Linked DNA regions of Sus scrofa: region 2 is linked to region 1. A link is a contact called in public HiChIP or PLAC-seq data. All regions are on one chromosome and are shown on one strand. The core of a region is the stretch at or near the end of the contact, and the rest is flanking DNA. Distances in the headings are between cores, read along the strand shown.

What was found. HiChIP or PLAC-seq counts read pairs in DNA pulled down with a chosen protein or histone mark.
Region 2: a contact with region 1 is called in an H3K27ac HiChIP or PLAC-seq map of skeletal muscle. The contact joins two enhancer-like sites. A contact is called at or near these places in 2 of 2 datasets of contacts at active chromatin or transcription factors (alveolar macrophages and skeletal muscle).

Annotation. Positions count from the first base shown.
Region 1 is chr17:51,783,592-51,791,499 of Sscrofa11.1, forward strand. All of the region lies in intron 1 of LOC110257431 (a long non-coding RNA gene), which reads left to right. Among named protein-coding and RNA genes, the nearest start is that of CEBPB, 65 kb to the left of the region's middle. Within about 2 kb of position 4,555, at least 6 of the 83 cell types and tissues checked have an H3K27ac peak or open chromatin away from gene starts, as enhancers often do. A contact at or near this core is called in skeletal muscle, where this site is marked.
Region 2 is chr17:51,919,063-51,926,970 of Sscrofa11.1, forward strand. The region is part of intron 1 of LOC110257431 (a long non-coding RNA gene); the gene reads left to right. LOC102164965 (a long non-coding RNA gene) reads right to left here. Exons shown (of 2, transcript XR_002339849.1): 2 at 7,447-7,908. Among named protein-coding and RNA genes, the nearest start is that of PTPN1, 94 kb to the right of the region's middle. Within about 2 kb of position 5,274, at least 29 of the 83 cell types and tissues checked have an H3K27ac peak or open chromatin away from gene starts, as enhancers often do. A contact at or near this core is called in skeletal muscle, where this site is marked.

The DNA.
Region 1 (7,908 bases), core at 3,305-5,804:
TTTGGGGGCAGACAGGACTGATTTTCAGTGCCAGCCCTTCCCTTTCTTGGCCATGGGACCTGGGAAAAAGTATTTCTTCTCACTCAGCCTCAGTTTCCTAATCTGGAGAATGGGCTTAAAATAAAAGCTTCCACGTGGGGGTTTGTGATGTTGAAGTGAACTAGCACTTGGTGTAGGCTTAGGACAGGAGAGGCTTTCTGGGAGAATGGATAAATATTTCCTTTTCTCCCTTGGTTTCCTCCTTATTTTGCTTTGCTTTGGCATCTCTCATTTCCTAATGCCCCTGCCATCCATCTGTTCTCTCCACAAATGCCAACTGTGTGCCAGACACATGTGAGACCTAGTGGCTGCCCTCAGAGAATTCCTCTTCCTGGTCTAGCTGAGAGGAGAGAAGTTTCACTCATGCACACATTCATTTACTTATTCATTCACCTGTATCACAAATGTCTATTGAACCCTACTGTGTGTCAGCAGTTGTTCAGAACACAGAGGATACGGAAATGAACAAAACAAACAGAAGTCCCTGTTATCATGGGACTGGCATTCTGGTGGTAGCTCAGGGGCCATAAACCAATACAGCATCAAGTAGCACTGGGTTCCATGAAGAACTGCAGTCCTGGTGGAGGTGCTGCTGCTTGATCAGGGAAGTCTTCTCTGTGAGCAGGAAGGGAGTGAGCTATGTGGCTGGCTCTCTGACATAAGAGCATTCCGGACAGCAAGAACAGCAAGTGCAAAGGCCCTGGGGCAGGCACAGGCCTGGGGTGTTTGGGAGGCAGTGAGAAGGCCAGAATGACTGGAGGAGAGTGAGCTGTTTATTTCTGTAATGTTAGAATTCCTCTCCTCCTTTCCTTCCCTTCCTCTTTGCTCATTTTTTTTTTTACAATGAGTCTCTTAATTTTGTAATCCAAATACACAATGACAATTTATATAAATAGAATATCTGGAAAGTCTTTGGGCATGTTGGTATGTAGGAACAGTGACTGCTATTATTATCATTTCTTCTCATTTCTGGTAGGAATGAATCATGTCTAAAGTTTCCTAAAGAGGCAATGGACCCTTGAGCCCTTGTCCCACTGTGGTGGGCCTTTCTTCTTCTTTTCTTTTTCTAGCTTCACTGGGAAGTGATTGATATATGATACTGTATAAATTTAAGGGGATCCATGCGTTGATTGGATCCACTTGTATATCACAAACTGATTGCCACCTGAGCCTTAGCTAACACCTCCAGTGAAGGGCCTTTCTTCTGCCCCATCCTTCTAAGGGTTTCTAAGGTGAGTGTGTACAGTGGATATGTGTGTGTTTGTGACAAGGTCAGGTGCCTCTTCCTTCTCCTCCCCAATCCTGCCCCCTCCTCTTCTTTTCTTTTCCATTTGTGAATTCCTTTTTTTTTTTTGGTCTTTTTAGGGCCACACCTGTGGCATATGGAGGTTCCCAGCCTAGGAGTCAAGTTGGAGCTGTAGCCACTGGTCTACGCCACAGCCATGGCAACACAAGATCCGAGCCACATCTGCGACCTACACCACAGCTCACAGCAACGCCGGATCCTTAACCCACTGAGCGAGGCCGTGGGTAGAACCTTCTTCCCCACAGATGCTAGTCAGATTCGTTAACCGCTGAGCCACGACGGGAACTCCTCTATCTGTAAACTCTTTAGCAGAAGGAAGAACCTATATTCTGGAGGTCTTGTTTCAGGGCTATTGGGAATGTGTGAGTTGTCTGGAGTTTGTGATGTAAGTGGGGGGTTGGGGGGAGGAAGAGCCTGTTGTGTCAGAAAGAGGGAGTTCACAGAGTGCTTGAGGATGGATCTTAAAATAGGGCCCTGGCAGAGCTTTCGCGCCTGCCCGCTTGCATCTCTCACAAGCATCCTATCTGATAAATCTACTTCTTGCCTATCACTTTGTCTCTCACTGAATTCTTTCTGCGTGGAGTCATGAAGAACCTGAACCTCAGTGAGTCCAGACACAGGGTGAGTGAGTCTAATTGAAAACTGTGAGTTTAAGTCCCAATCTGGGTTTAGGCCAGGTTCGAATCCAGGAAGAGGGGTTCAAGTCCCAGTCTGTGTTCTGGCTAGGTTCAGGCTGTTAATGCTGTCAGTTTCACCTTAGCGCTGCACCCTCTCAGCTGCTTCACAGAGACTCCTAGATCCATGCCTCTGACTCTGGGCCTCAAATCTTTGCAAAGAATTAAAATATCTCAATGCAACCAAGCAACGCTCAGAGGTCGAACAAAGGTGTTCCTGAAGGTTAGGTTCTCGTCTCGTCATAGAAAGAATTCAGAAACAAGATGGAAATTGAGAAAGAAAATTGAAGATTTATTTAAGTGAGGAATACACCTGTTGGGGAGAAGCGGGCAGAGAGGCGAGCAGCTGCCCTGTGTTTTTGGAGCATCTCTTAGTTGGAAACTAAAATGAAGGCTACAAAAGAGTAAGTCCCCGTGACTCATTGACCCACCCAGACACAGACCTGCAGTCTCTACCTTCAGACCTCCAGAGGCGAAACAACCAAGCCCGTGAAGTGGCTGACTTCCCAAGGATGAAGACAGCCCCAAAAAGAAAGTTAAATTTGTACCATGATCTCAACTGCCATCCCAGACCTATAGAACTCAGCACATGACCTCTTGCCTGTAAAACCTGATCCTCTCCCAATGGTGGGGTACTCTGAGTTCCTCTTGCTCGCTGTTCCTGGCCACTCTGCTGGTCAATAAATCTTGCTTGAGATCTCAAAAAAAAAAAAAAAAAAAAAAATAGGGCCCTGGTCCTGCCTGCAGTCTTCTCACCGTCTCCAGGGCAGCATTCCCGGGCTCCTTCACCTCTCCCTCCTCCTCAGATGCTGCCTAGTCTACCCCCTCACCTCCTGCCCTGACAGTGGTGGTCACCTCCTCCCTGCTTCTGCCTTGAGCCCCTCAGTTGGTTCTCCACACGGGAGCCAGAGGATCCCCTTAGAACTAAGTCAGACCATGACCCTTCCTTGCCCAGAGCCCTCCCAGGGTCCCACCTTGTTCAGAGGCTCTGCGAGGTCCTACAAGACCCCATCACCACTCTAGCTCGCCTCCCCCAGAACCCCCCTTGCCACACCGGCTCCAGCACGCTGGCCTCCTTTCTGTCCGTGCAGGATCCTGCTCCGGCACTTTGACTGCTATACCCTCCCCATACCCATGGCTGCTCCTCCCCCTCTCTCAAGGGGTCAGCTGGCCCCCAGCAGCCTGCCCTGTCCACCCTCTGGGAGTGGGGCCTCCTGTGACACCTGCTTATGGCTCCCTATCTTCACTCTCCAACGCTTTCATCTCTGGAGGAACATGTTCATGGGTCTGCTCACTTGAAGATACCCGTGTCCCCCAACATCATATGCTGTCACTTACATGTGGAATCAAAAAAAAGGACACAATGAACTTCTTTGCAGAACAGATACTGACTCACAGACTTTGAAAAACTTATGGTTTCCAAAGGAGACAGGTTGGGGGGTTGGGGGACAGGCTGGGGGTCTGGGATGGAAATGCTATAAAATAGGGTTGTAATGATCGTTGTACAACTATAAATGTAATAAAACTCATTGAGTAATTAAAAAAAATTTTAAAAAGATACCTGTGTCCCCTCAGGGTGTCAGCTCCAGGAAGGCTGGGTCTGGGGGCTTTATCTCAGTTCCTGGAACAGTATTGGTATGCAGCATCCAGCAGGTGCGCTGATGTATGTTTGGCAAATGAGTGAGCGTTGGTGCTTTAAAATCAGACCTTGGAATCTTTGCAAGTTTCTTAAAATTCCAACAGTGGAGAGTTGCAGACTTCGAGGCACTGAGACTCAGAGGTTCTGGAGTCCACCTGCCCCCCGACCTCCAGCCCTGCTCAGTTCACCTCTCTGTCTCTCTGTTTCCTTCTGTCTCTGTGTCTTCCTCTGTCTGGCTCAGTCTTGAGCCCCTCCCTCTCACTGTCTCTCCCCTCTCTCTGTCTCTCCAAGTGTTTTCATCTCTGTCTTCCTCTGTATGTCTCTCTCCTATCTTCCTCCTCTCTCCTCTCCTCTCCTCTCCTCCCCTTCCTCTCTGTTTACCGTTGTCCTCTGTCTCTCTTTCTGTGTCTCCGCTTGTCCCTCCTCTCCATCCTCCCCCTCCCTTAGCCTCTGTGGGTACTGGCCCAGCTGCTGCTGTAAATGGCTTTTCTGCCATCTGCCCCACTGAAGGGTTCCCTCCAAGTGTGACAAGGTTGAGCTGTTCTGTGGTCCAGTGAGGAGCAGGGATGGACCCAGGGAGGCTGGAGCTGGGCGTGGAAGCTCTTAGCAACCTTTTCGTTGTGTGACTTGTCAAAGTCAATAATCTCTCTGGGCCCCATCTTCCTTACAATTTCTGGGACCTCCTTTATTTCTCTTCCAAACCTGCCTATTATTTTATTGGCTTGTGGTGATGCTCAGAGAAGTTTATGGATGGGGGGATCTTCACCAGTGCAGCCTCTATGGCAGCCGGAGCAATCTTTTGCCAGGAGTTGACCATGAGAGGGACCAGGCTGGGTGTGTTCCCTGGCTTAGGTCACTATCTATCCTGGGCTCGCCACACAGGGCTCTTTTTACCCAGCCAGGCCTCCCGTCTAGAATCTTGAACTCATTAGGCTGCTTCCAGTCTCAGGGCCTTGGCAGGTGCTGTTCCATCTGTTTGGGACGCTCTTCCTTCTGTCTTGGTCTAGTTAAACTCCTACTTGTTCTGATTCTGGCTTAAACACTGCCTCCTCCATGAAGCCCTCCCTGATGACACCCCCATACGCTAGGTCACCCTGTTAACCACTTTCCATCACTTAGCACAGTTGTAATTACTTTATTTATTTGCTCTCAGCTGCCACAGCCTCCCTATCCCATCATTTGAGCTAAGATTCCCCCCTTCCTCCACCCCTGCCCCCCAAGGGAAGTTGGGAGGCCCAGGCCCATGAGTCAGCAAAGTTCTCCTTCCTCTCTTGGCACTTTCTCTGCAGAGGCTGAGAGCTGGCTTCCTCCAAGGGTGATTAAATTCAAGGGTGTCTAGGTAGAAGGGAGGTGAGCAGGGCCTCTTCCTAGCCCCTGGACCAGCTCTTCAGCACCAGATAGCTTTTCTCCATCTCCATCTCCATGACAACCCCTCCTGGCCTGAGCCACCATTGATAGGCTCTCCTGCTCCTGCTGCCCCATCTGGAGAATCCAGAGGGAGCTTTTCCCACCCCAGACCTAATCTCCAATTTGCCTTGCTATAAACTCTTGCATGACTCCCCATTATTCTCACAATAAAGCCCAGCTCTCCTCAGTTGGACTACAAGCTCTCCATGGCCTGACCTTGCCTCTTTTCCTTCATGCCCCAGTAGCACCCAGCTCCTTGCCTCCAAGACTTAGCACTTGCTGTTCCCTCTGCTCTGGATACTGTTCCCCAAAAATGGATGAAAGACTCAAGTGGTATTCCCTCACCACTTTCATGTCTTTGACCAGATGTTACCTTCTGTGAGAGCTTCCCTGACTGCCCTACTTAAAATTTTAACCTCCTCAGTACCCCTTCTCCCCGTCCCTCCTTTAGTTCTTCCTATAACCTTGAGACCTGGGAGTAGGCCACACATGTTACTGATTCATCTCGTTTCTCATCTGTCTCCCCCACTACAATGGCAGGTCCCTTGGTCAGTATAGTTCCCTGCTGTATTGCCAGCAAGGAGTGAGCCTGGGCTACATGGCTTTGGGGTCACAAGGGCCTGATTTGGAGTTCTGGCTCAGTCACTTTCTGAATTTCTTCTTTCTAGGCCTAAGTTTTCTTACCTGAAACATGAGAGAATATTTGGAATTGGAGCAAGGGTGAAATAAAATCCTGTGTGTAAAAAAGGGGGATGGGGAAGAACCAAAATAAAAAACTCATCATTCATCATTTTGGGGAAATGGGTGACTCCATTCTGCTCTGGCCACTCTGTGGACTATTATGCAGCTGTTAAAAAGAATGGCTCATGGTTTTCCCAGGCACCTTGTGTGGTCAGTCTTTTTTGTTGGTTTTTAAACGTTCTTAATTACACAGATATTTATTCCCCTAGGGTTGATTTTTAACTTAAACAATTCAAGGGAAAATACAGCGTATGTAGTATTTACCTTTGTTCTAAAAGGGAGGAATATATACATTCATATTTTTTATAGTTTAAAAATTAAGATGGAATTCACAAAACAAAAGTAATCATTTAATCATTAATTAATTAACAATTTTAAAGTATACAATTCAGTGACATTTAGTACATTCATTATGTTGTGCAACCATCATGTCTGTATAGTTCCAAAACATTTTTATCACTCTAAAAGAGACCCCTACCCAAACAAGTCACTCCTTTTTTTGGTTTGTTTTGTTTTTGTTTTTGCTTTTTAGGGCTGTATCCACAGCATATGGAGGTTCCCAGGCTAGGGGTTGAATTGGAGCTACAGCTGCCGGCCTACACCATAGCCACAGCAACGCCGGATCCGAGCTGTGTCTGTGACCTACACCACAGCTCACGGCAACGCCAGATCCTTAACCCACTGAGCAAGGCCAGGGATTGAACCTCTGTCCTCATGGATACTAGTCAATTTGTTAACCATTGAGCCACGAGGGGAACTCCCCAAACAAATTACTCCTCGTCCCAGCCTCCTCTCAGATTCTGGCAACCACTAATCTTCTTTCTGTCTCTATGGGTTTATCTATTCTGGACATTTTGTATAAATGGAATCATATAATACGTGACCTTTTGTGTCTGGCTTTTCAATTAGCATAATTTTTTTGAGGTTCATGTGGCATGTATCAGTACCTCATTCCTTTTTTATGGCCAAATAGTGTTCTATTGTGTGGACACACCATATTATGTTTATCCACTCATCTGTTGATGGACATTTACGTGTTTTCACCTTTTGGCAATTATGAATAATGCTGCTATGAACACTTGAGCACAGGTTCTTGTTTTGTGTGGGTATTCTTGAATGAGAAAAGCAAGATCCTGAGAAGGATATATGCTGTGATCCTGATTTGTAAAAGAAATGATAAAGACATCTGTTGACCAGCCAGAGTCTACATAGGATTTTCATGCAAGAACCCAGTCTCAGCTGTCAACATGGGGAGAGAGAAGGCTTTTGCAGAGAAGGAAAAGCAAAGCAAAAAAAAAAAAGGCCGGACGCCAAGGCGAAAGAGTGCACACAAAATAATTCCATTTAGGCATGTGTGACAAGTTAGAGATTGAGCCATTGTGTATGTTGATATTAAAACAAAACAAAACAAAAAACACCCAAACTATTCTCTGCAAAAAGGTTTGAACATTTTCTGATGAGATAGAGAAACCGAGGTAGGAAGAGAAGAGGATACTCCCAGGAGTGTGTTCTCCAGAGTCCCCACCGACCCCCAATTGCCACGTTTCATTGGAGCCAGATTTCCTCAGTGCTGCCACCCCTGGCTGGGACCGTGGGTGGGAGCCAGACCCTTCCCTGTGAGGGGCGCAGTGGACCTGCTTGGGGGCCCCTCTGCAGTGATCTCCACATATGGTTCCCATTTCCTGCAGGGAGGTGCAAGCCAAGTTGAAAGTGGGAAGGGGCCCAGAGGGAGAGAGAAGTGGGTGAGTGTGGACCCTGTGACCTCCACTGACCTTAGGGCGTGCACCCAGGATCCCAGAGAGGCTGGGCTTCCTGGCTGCTGAGCTTGCTTTCTCTCTGCTGTCTTGTTCTTTCCTAGAAAATATTTCAACGGCCCAGTAAAATGAGCCTCAGGTCCTCATTACCTGGCTTTGTCAAATCTTAAGCATTTTGCTGTGTTTATTTCAGATCTGCGACAGTCAGGGTCTGGCAGGAAATAAGCTCCTCTCAAATGGAGCACCGTGGAGAGGGTTTAATAAAGAGAGTCTTTTCAAAAGTGTGGGCAGGGTTAATGGAATTAGTGAGGAAAGGTGCAGAGTGGGGCTGGCCTCAGCAGCGAGCTG
Region 2 (7,908 bases), core at 4,024-6,523, 140 kb after region 1:
ACCCACCACCTGTCCCCGGTGCAATCCTGGACTCAAGGCTCTGGGGGTCTCAGCTCCTGACTCACAGCTGTACCCAAGAGTGTGTTTGTTCCCCAGTTTCCAGCAGTGCCCGCTATGGGCTGGAGACTGTGTACCAGAGAAAATGCAGACCCTCCACTGCCCCTAAGAGCCTGAGAACAGGTGGATATACAACTGTCACAGCTTAGCAAGAGGCATCAGGAGCTGGGAGGTGGGGAGGCTGCCCCAAGGAGGGGCCCGAGGAAGTGTGACACTGGCCCAGAGAGAAGACTGGGCAGAGTGTTCCAAAGGAGGGAATGCTCCGGAGGACCCCGCAGAGAGGAGCCCGTGGGCTCAGGGATGGTTTGGGGTCTCATTTGGCTGGAGTGCGGTGGGAGGGCTTGACCGCTCACTGTCCTGCAGCCTTGGGCAGCCCACATCTGGGCCTCGGTGTCCTCCTCTGTAAAGTGGGAGCAATAGTAGTAGCTGCACACAAAGATCAGGGCCTGCATGGGGCTGGCTGCATGGGCGTGAATCAGTGCTGCTGCTGAGATTATTAGGAGCTGCCCAACCTGTCCACTTCTTCCCCCTGCAGTCAGCTCTTCAGATGGAGGAGGCCCTGGCACCCTCACATGCACGTTCACAGCGATGACCCGGGAGGTCAGATGTCATGCCTAGAGGCGGGTACTCCCAGCACCCTCGTCTCAGAACTCCAGAACCAGGGCCCACTGTCCCCATGTTCCCCAGCTTCCAGGAGCCACAGGCCCTGGCTTTGCCCCTCCAGATCCCTCCAGTTCTTCTGTGTGTAGCATTTGTCTTTCTCTCCTTTGACTCACTTTAACTTTCTCCACATCTTGGCCAATCCTGTTTGTGAGTCACATTTGATCTTTGAGTTTCTCTTTTTTCAAAGGCACATTAAGACAGTGAGAAGCGCTAAGCATTTTTGAGCACTTGCTATGTGCCTGGCGTTTCCATTCATTCATTCATTCCCTCATCCCATTTATTCAACAAATAGCCATGAGCACCTCCATGGGCCTTGATGTTCATCATTAAACCACCAAGCTTCCTGCCTAGTGAAGCTCATGTTGCAGGGATGAGGGAGAGGAACAGATAAATAAAACTTCCAAGTCTACAACCTGTTTTGTGTAAATACAAACTCACTAAAGCACAACAACAACCCTATGAAATAAATGTTTAGCCCCATATTCCAGTTGAGAAAACAAAGGCTCAGAGAAGGAAAGTCACTTGCCAAAAGTCACACAGCTAGGAAATGGCTAAAGTCAAGGTCAGAATTTGAACTCACACCAGTCAGACTCCAGCACTCCAGCTTTGAACCTCCGCAGGAGACTGTCCACTAAGATAAAAGCCATTGGCCCAATTTCATCAGCAGTGCATTTGGGAAGCATCACAGCATCCCAGGTTGGGGGTATTAGTGTCCGGGGGCTCAGCTCATTCCCATAAGGCAGGATGAGCACTGCCCTCCCTTCTAGTAGCCTCTAAAGGGGAAGGCCAATACACGGTCATTCTCTGGCCAGAGCCGGTGGGAACAGGACGTCCTGGTCCTCTCGCCCTGGCCAGGCCCAGTGAGCTATTTTGGGGCACGTTTATTGATGGGACACGGGTGCCCAGCTGGACTCCTGATTCAAGAGGAAGGCCGCAGAAGGGCTGAGGGTGGCTCTGCTCCTCTCCGCCCTGCACTGCAGCGGGGCAGCCATCACCCGTGGCCTGTCCACACCCCAGGCCCAGGGTGTATCCTGAGCTGGCTGGCTCCAGGAAAGGCAGGCGTCCCTCCTGGAGTGCAGAGATACTGGCGGTCATGTGGGTGACTGTTTCCTCAAACCCTGGAGCCTGATTCGATTCACAGGAGGCAGAACCCAGAAACAATACAAGAATGAGGTCAGACGCAGGTTCAAAGCCCATCTGTGTTCCTGTATGACAACTTTACCTTTGGAAAACCAAGTCAGCTCTCAGAGGCTCAGTTTCTCTGTGTTTAAAATGGAGTCAATAATAACCGTCCCTCACAGGGAGAAATGAGGCTTAAAGTAGAGAGGATGTATACCGCCCAGCCTGGCATACAGGAGTGCTCAGTAATTTATAGTAACTTTGCAAATAATGATTGACAGCTGACACTGACCGAGAGTTTGGGCACGAGCTAGGCTCTGGGCTCAATGATTGATCTGTTTTATCTCTTTTCATCCCCCAACAATTCCAGGAGGCTGGGGAGAGACACTGTTACAGGTGCCACTGTTATCCCTTTGAACAGATAAGGAAATTGAGGCTCAGGAAGATAAGACTTGCTCAAGATCACACTGCAAATATGAAGCAGAAAAACTTGTCTTTGAACTCAGATCTGAAGGACAGGGGACAGGGCAGGCCCTGAACCCCAGGGTCACACCCCACGTCCCCCACGTCTGTACTTACGAGATTGGCTACAAAGGTCCTGTAAACACCTGAGTTCCCGCTGTGCTGTGTTCACCTCAGTCATCCCTCAGTCTCGGGAAGGGACCTCCTGGCCCCTCCCCCTGATGAGAATCCATAAACCAAAGGTTCTAGAACATTCCTTTGGGAATTCCTTTGGTGGCTCAGGGGCTTAAAGATCTGGCATCGTTGCTGCTGTGGCTCGGGTCACTGCGGTGGCACAATTTCGATCTTTGGCCCAGGGAATGTCCACAGGCTGTAGACTCGGCCAAAAAGAAAAGAAAAAAGAAAAAAAAATCCCAGAATATTCCCTTGACCTTTCCCCCTCTTCTTAAGGTTATTTTGTTCTTTTGCAAAAGTTCTGCAAGAAACTAGCTGGGCTGGCAGATGTTCTGGGCTGACTTGGAGGGACATTTTGCTGGAGGCAGGGTGCTGGGGGCCTGGTGGGAAGGGGAGGGCAGGAGGCTGCTCCACCTGTGCAGCCTAAGGCCAGAAGTGGATGCGGTGTTTCCTTCCTAAGGTGATCTTTGTGTCCTGAACCTGCTTCTCCCCAGTGCCCTGAGGGTACGTGCCAGCCTCCTTCCACGGGAAGAAGCAGCCCTTTGAGAGGTCTGCCTTTCTGCCTTTCTAGCCTTCTCTTCCACCCCTGGACCACTTCTCACGCCATCCTCCACCAAGGCTGTGCTTCCCGTGCTCTGCCCTCCCCCGGGAAGGCCTTTGTCCCTGCTCTGCCCTCCCCCGGGATGCCATCGCTCCGTTAGCCACCTTACACTTCACAACTCCTTCTCTGTGTGGCCTTCCCAGAACCCCCTCCTAGCCTTCCAGCAGTTTGGTCCCCCTGGCCTGGGGTTGCCATGGCAACAAAGAAACACTGCTTCTAGAGCTACCTTGTGCTCCAACTGGCAAGACTCTGATACCCAACTGGTGAGTTGACACCTCCACATGGGTGTCACACAGACCTCTCAAATGTCACCAAAAAGAACCTCCTATTTCCCTTTCTAAAATCCCAGCCCCTCCCCTTCTTAGCAAATGGTGCCACCCCTCGCCCAGATGCTCAGGACAAACCTAGGAGCCACATTTGATTCTGTTGCCTCACTCCACACATCCCATCCACCAGAAGTCCTGTCAACTCAACTGCCAAATACATCCTGAATCCATATTCTCGTTCCACCTTTTTAGTCGCCACGTCAGGCAGGTAGCCACCATCCTCACCTGCTTGGACTGTGACAGTTGTCTTCTCCCTAGTCTGCCAGCTCGCACCTTTACTCCACTCCACCCATCGCAGTAGGAGGCACCTTTTTAAAAGATGAATGAGGAGTTCCCGTCGTGGCACAGTGGTTAACGAATCCGACTAAGAACCATGAGGTTGCGGGTTCGATCCCTGGCCTTGTTCAGAGGGTTAAGGATCCGGCGTTGCCGTGAGCTGTGGTGTAGGTTGCAGATGCGGCTCGGATCCCGCGTTGCTGTGTCTCTGGCCTAGGCCGGCGGCTACAGCTCTGATTCGACTCTTAGCCTGGGAACCTCCATATGCCGCGGGAGGGGCCCAAGAAATGGCAAAAAAAAAAAAAAAAAAGATGAATGAAGTCCTGTCAGACACCTGCTAGACCCTCTAGAGCTCCCCATTCCTCTTAAAATAAAAATCCGCCTCCTCACCATGGCCTGTGAGACCTTATATGACCTGACCTTTGCCCACCTCCCCAAACTCACCCCTACCCCACTTCCCTCCCTCACTCTGCTCCTGCCACATTTGCCCCCTCCCTGTTGCTGAGCTAGAAAGCTTGTTCTTGTCCCTAGGCAGAAACCTGCTATTCCCTTTGCCTGAGGCGTCTTCTGCCAGATATCTGTCTGGTTCATTCTGCCCCTTCATTCAGGTCTCTGCTCAAATATCATCTCCTCAGAGAAGACTTCCATGACCTGCCCATATAAAATAATCCCCTCTATTGCCACCTAATCCTCTACCTACTTTATGTTCCTTTGTTGTTGTTGTTATTATCTGACATCTGACCTATTACATAGGTTTCTTTCGTATATTTGTTTTAATCTAATATGCTGCTAAATGTTTGGCACTCGGCAAGCGGGGAGCTCTGATTACATCTGCCAGTTTCTGTGGCGTAAATACACCCACCATGGCCGATTTCAAGCACCCACAGCACGACTGCACTGGACGTGGAGCTGAGGTGTCCAGTGTCATGTTGTCATACGCTGTTTCCGCCGTGCGCTGTGGTGGGATGTACCATAGTGCAATAGACGTCAGTAATCGCAAGAACAGAGAAAACTAAGTTCGAAGTGTAGAGATGAGTTTCACGCAGTTCTTACCTTTATTTGTATTATCATTTATTTAAATGTAAGATCAAATAATTTAATTTTTAATGATGGCTGTGTAGAAACCAGCTTGCAGAATTTGCCAGCTCGTACCAGCCAGCCCCAACACATCACTGGATACACGCAGATGAGGACAGGGATATGGTCCATCTTGGTTCCTGCTGCTTCTTCGGCTCTGGAACAGTAGAAGGAGCCCATAGTAGGTGCTCAGCTTGTATTTGCCAAACATTTTATAATGCATCTGTTTGCATCAGAAAGCACAAACTGTTTGCCCCATCAACTTGACTCCTTGTGCTGAGTGCAGCCCACAAACGGGTTTCATTTGGCTCTCAGGATGTTTTTAACATTTTTAAAAAATTTATTGCCAGCATTTAAAAGTCATGAGACTTTTGCATGAAATTCCACATAAATCTGGATTTGCAGCTTCTCTTGGAAATTCAGAAGCTCTGGGCACGCTGGGCTGGATTCCCTTGTGACGACAGAGGTCAGAGCTGAGGAGCGGCCGCCCCCTTCAGACAGGCCGTGAGCTTGCCAGCTCGGCGCGGCCCCACCCCTCCCAGTCGCCACACACCAGGCCCCCTTCATTCATTTACATAACCCGCTGGCCCTGTAGGTATTTGAGTTGTAATTGCTGTCTTAGCCTCCATTCTAGCATGTGTCACAGTGTCCCCTCTGGATTGAGGCCACCTTGAGGACAGGCTCTGTGACTTAGGCCCTCTGAGCCTTCTGTTCCTGCTATAGAGCCCGGCACACAGTAGGCTCACAGGTCCTGGAATTTGGTTAAATGTTTGTTGTCAAACGACTCCCGAGCCTCAGCTACCCGAACTGGGACATGTGTTCAATCCAAGCCCGACCAGAATGTGACAAAGAGGTTGGCCCAGGCCAGGGTTTAAAAATACCCCAGGGCTGGTCAGCTGCGAGCACTCGGAGTTGTTAAAACAAACGGGCAAAGTCTGGCCAGAGGCCAGCCCCCCAACTTTGCTCCGTGGAAATGTGGGCTAACAGGAGGGGCCACCAACCATTCCTGGTAGAGGTGGAGCAGTGGGGAGACTGGGCTGTAGCCCCTTCCCCCAGCGCCCTGCTTGAGAAAGGTCAGCGCTAAGTTTGTAAACAGCATCGGGTGACATGACATAATTTCACATAAAGGGTTACGGGGCAGAGTATGAACACAGGGCGGCCTCCCCTGATGTTTCCACGCCGCAGTCTCCCGGAGTCAGGGGAGAACCGGGATGTGGCTGGTCCTGTGGTCTCCCTCCGCCTGCAGAGCCGCTGCCCAGCCCGCCGGAGCCACGGTTAAAAATAACGCTCACAGGACAGTTCCCTGGGGGACAGCCAGCACGGAGGCTGGACAGCGGGGACAGAGCTCTAAGGGAGGGCCCACAGGGTGCCAGATGCTTCCGAGACATTTGCTCATTGAGCCTCACAAAAGCCTTGGGAGGGAGGGATTGCCTTCCCATTCACAGATGGGGAAACTAAGGCCGAGGAGCCATGCCCTCACTGGTTCAAAGTTTCCTGCTCGGTTCCTGGCGGCGCTGGATTCAATTCCATGAGGCTGAAGTGTCGAGAGAAGTCAGGGACCCAGTGGTTCGCTCTGCTGGGTCTGGAGTCCCTGGAACAGTGTCCAGGCCTCAGCAAGTGCTAAGAGGCCGCTCCCACTTATGTCCAAAACCTGCTCCTGCTGACATTTTGGAGTTGGGGGCAGCCGGGGATACACGTTAACAGGTAGATTGAATATATTGTATTTCAGATGTGTCTCCTTAGCATGAGTGCTAAGAAGAAAAATAAACCAGGAAAGGGAGATGGAGTGTCTCAGAGAAGTACAGGTCTAATGCGGGAGCAGGGCCAGGGCAGGCCTCGCTGAGCAAATATTTGAGGACAAACTTGAAAGAGATGAGGGCTTGAGCAACGGGGATATCTGAGGAAGAGCCTTCCCGGCAGAGGAAAGCGGCAAGTGCAAAGGCCCCGAGGCTGGATTGTGCCCGGCACATGTGAGGATGATGGGGAAGCTGGTGTGGCCGGGCCACTGTGAGCGAGGGGCAGCGTGGGAGACAGTGAGGGCAGAGAGGGGGCCAGATCTTGGAGGGCCTTGCACGTCCTAGGAAGACCCAGGCTTTCCGCTGCGACAGATGGGGACCACAGAGGGTCCTGAGCACGTCAGCATATTCTGACCCAGATTCTGAAAGAACCCCCCTGACTGTGTGTGGAGAATGGACCAGTCAGGGAGGAGGTGACAGCAATGGTCCAGGCCAAAGATGCTGGTGACCAGGCCCAGGGGTGGACACTGGAGGTGTGGAGGCAGCGGGAAGGCCACCGTTTCATGTTCTAGATCTGTTGTAAGGGTTGACAGGACACTGCTGGAGCCAGTGTGGCAGACATCAAACCTCAGGGATGACTCCAAGGTTTGAGGCTGAGCTGAGCAACCGGAAGGATGGAGCTCCCCCTTACAAAGATGTTCAAGCACCACGCTGGGCTCCCGGGGAGGCCGGATGTGGTGCAGCCCTTCAGGGGAAAAGCCCTTTTCCCAGTATGGTGGCCTTGCTTTTGAAAATCCACCCCCAGTTCAGATCAGGATTTGTCCCCAGCTCCCCTATTCCATCCCTGGCCCTGAGATCCTTGTAAATTATGCAAAAGCCACCAGGACCCCTCTCCCCCTCAATCCCCGAGGCGCAGCAAACACTTCTATAAGCTCTCATCGTGTGCCTGGCAGGATCCTAGCCTTTACATTTGTAAATTCATTTGATCATCACAACAGTTCAAAGAGGTGGGGATTATTATACATCTACTTCTTGCGTGGAGAGACTAAGTCCCAGAGCGCTTCTGTCACTTAAGTCTGCGATCAGGCAGCTAACATGTGGCAGAGGCAGGATTTGACGCCAGGCAGCTGACCCCAGGGCTCATGCTCATAACCACTATACTGTCTCATGAGGAGCTCACCATTGACCAAGAAGAGCCAAACTGGGCTTGAAGGACTGGGGTGGGGAGAGAGGGGTTCAGCCACCACCCCCACCCCCACCTAGCGGGGATGGTTCTCATTTTCTGAGACCTGATCCATGCCTAGTGCTCTACCCATGCTCTCTCTATTCTGCATATCAACTGAAGGAGTGGACATTGTGATGATTGTACCCATTCTACAGATGAGGAAACTGAGACTCAGAGAGGGGAGGACTCATG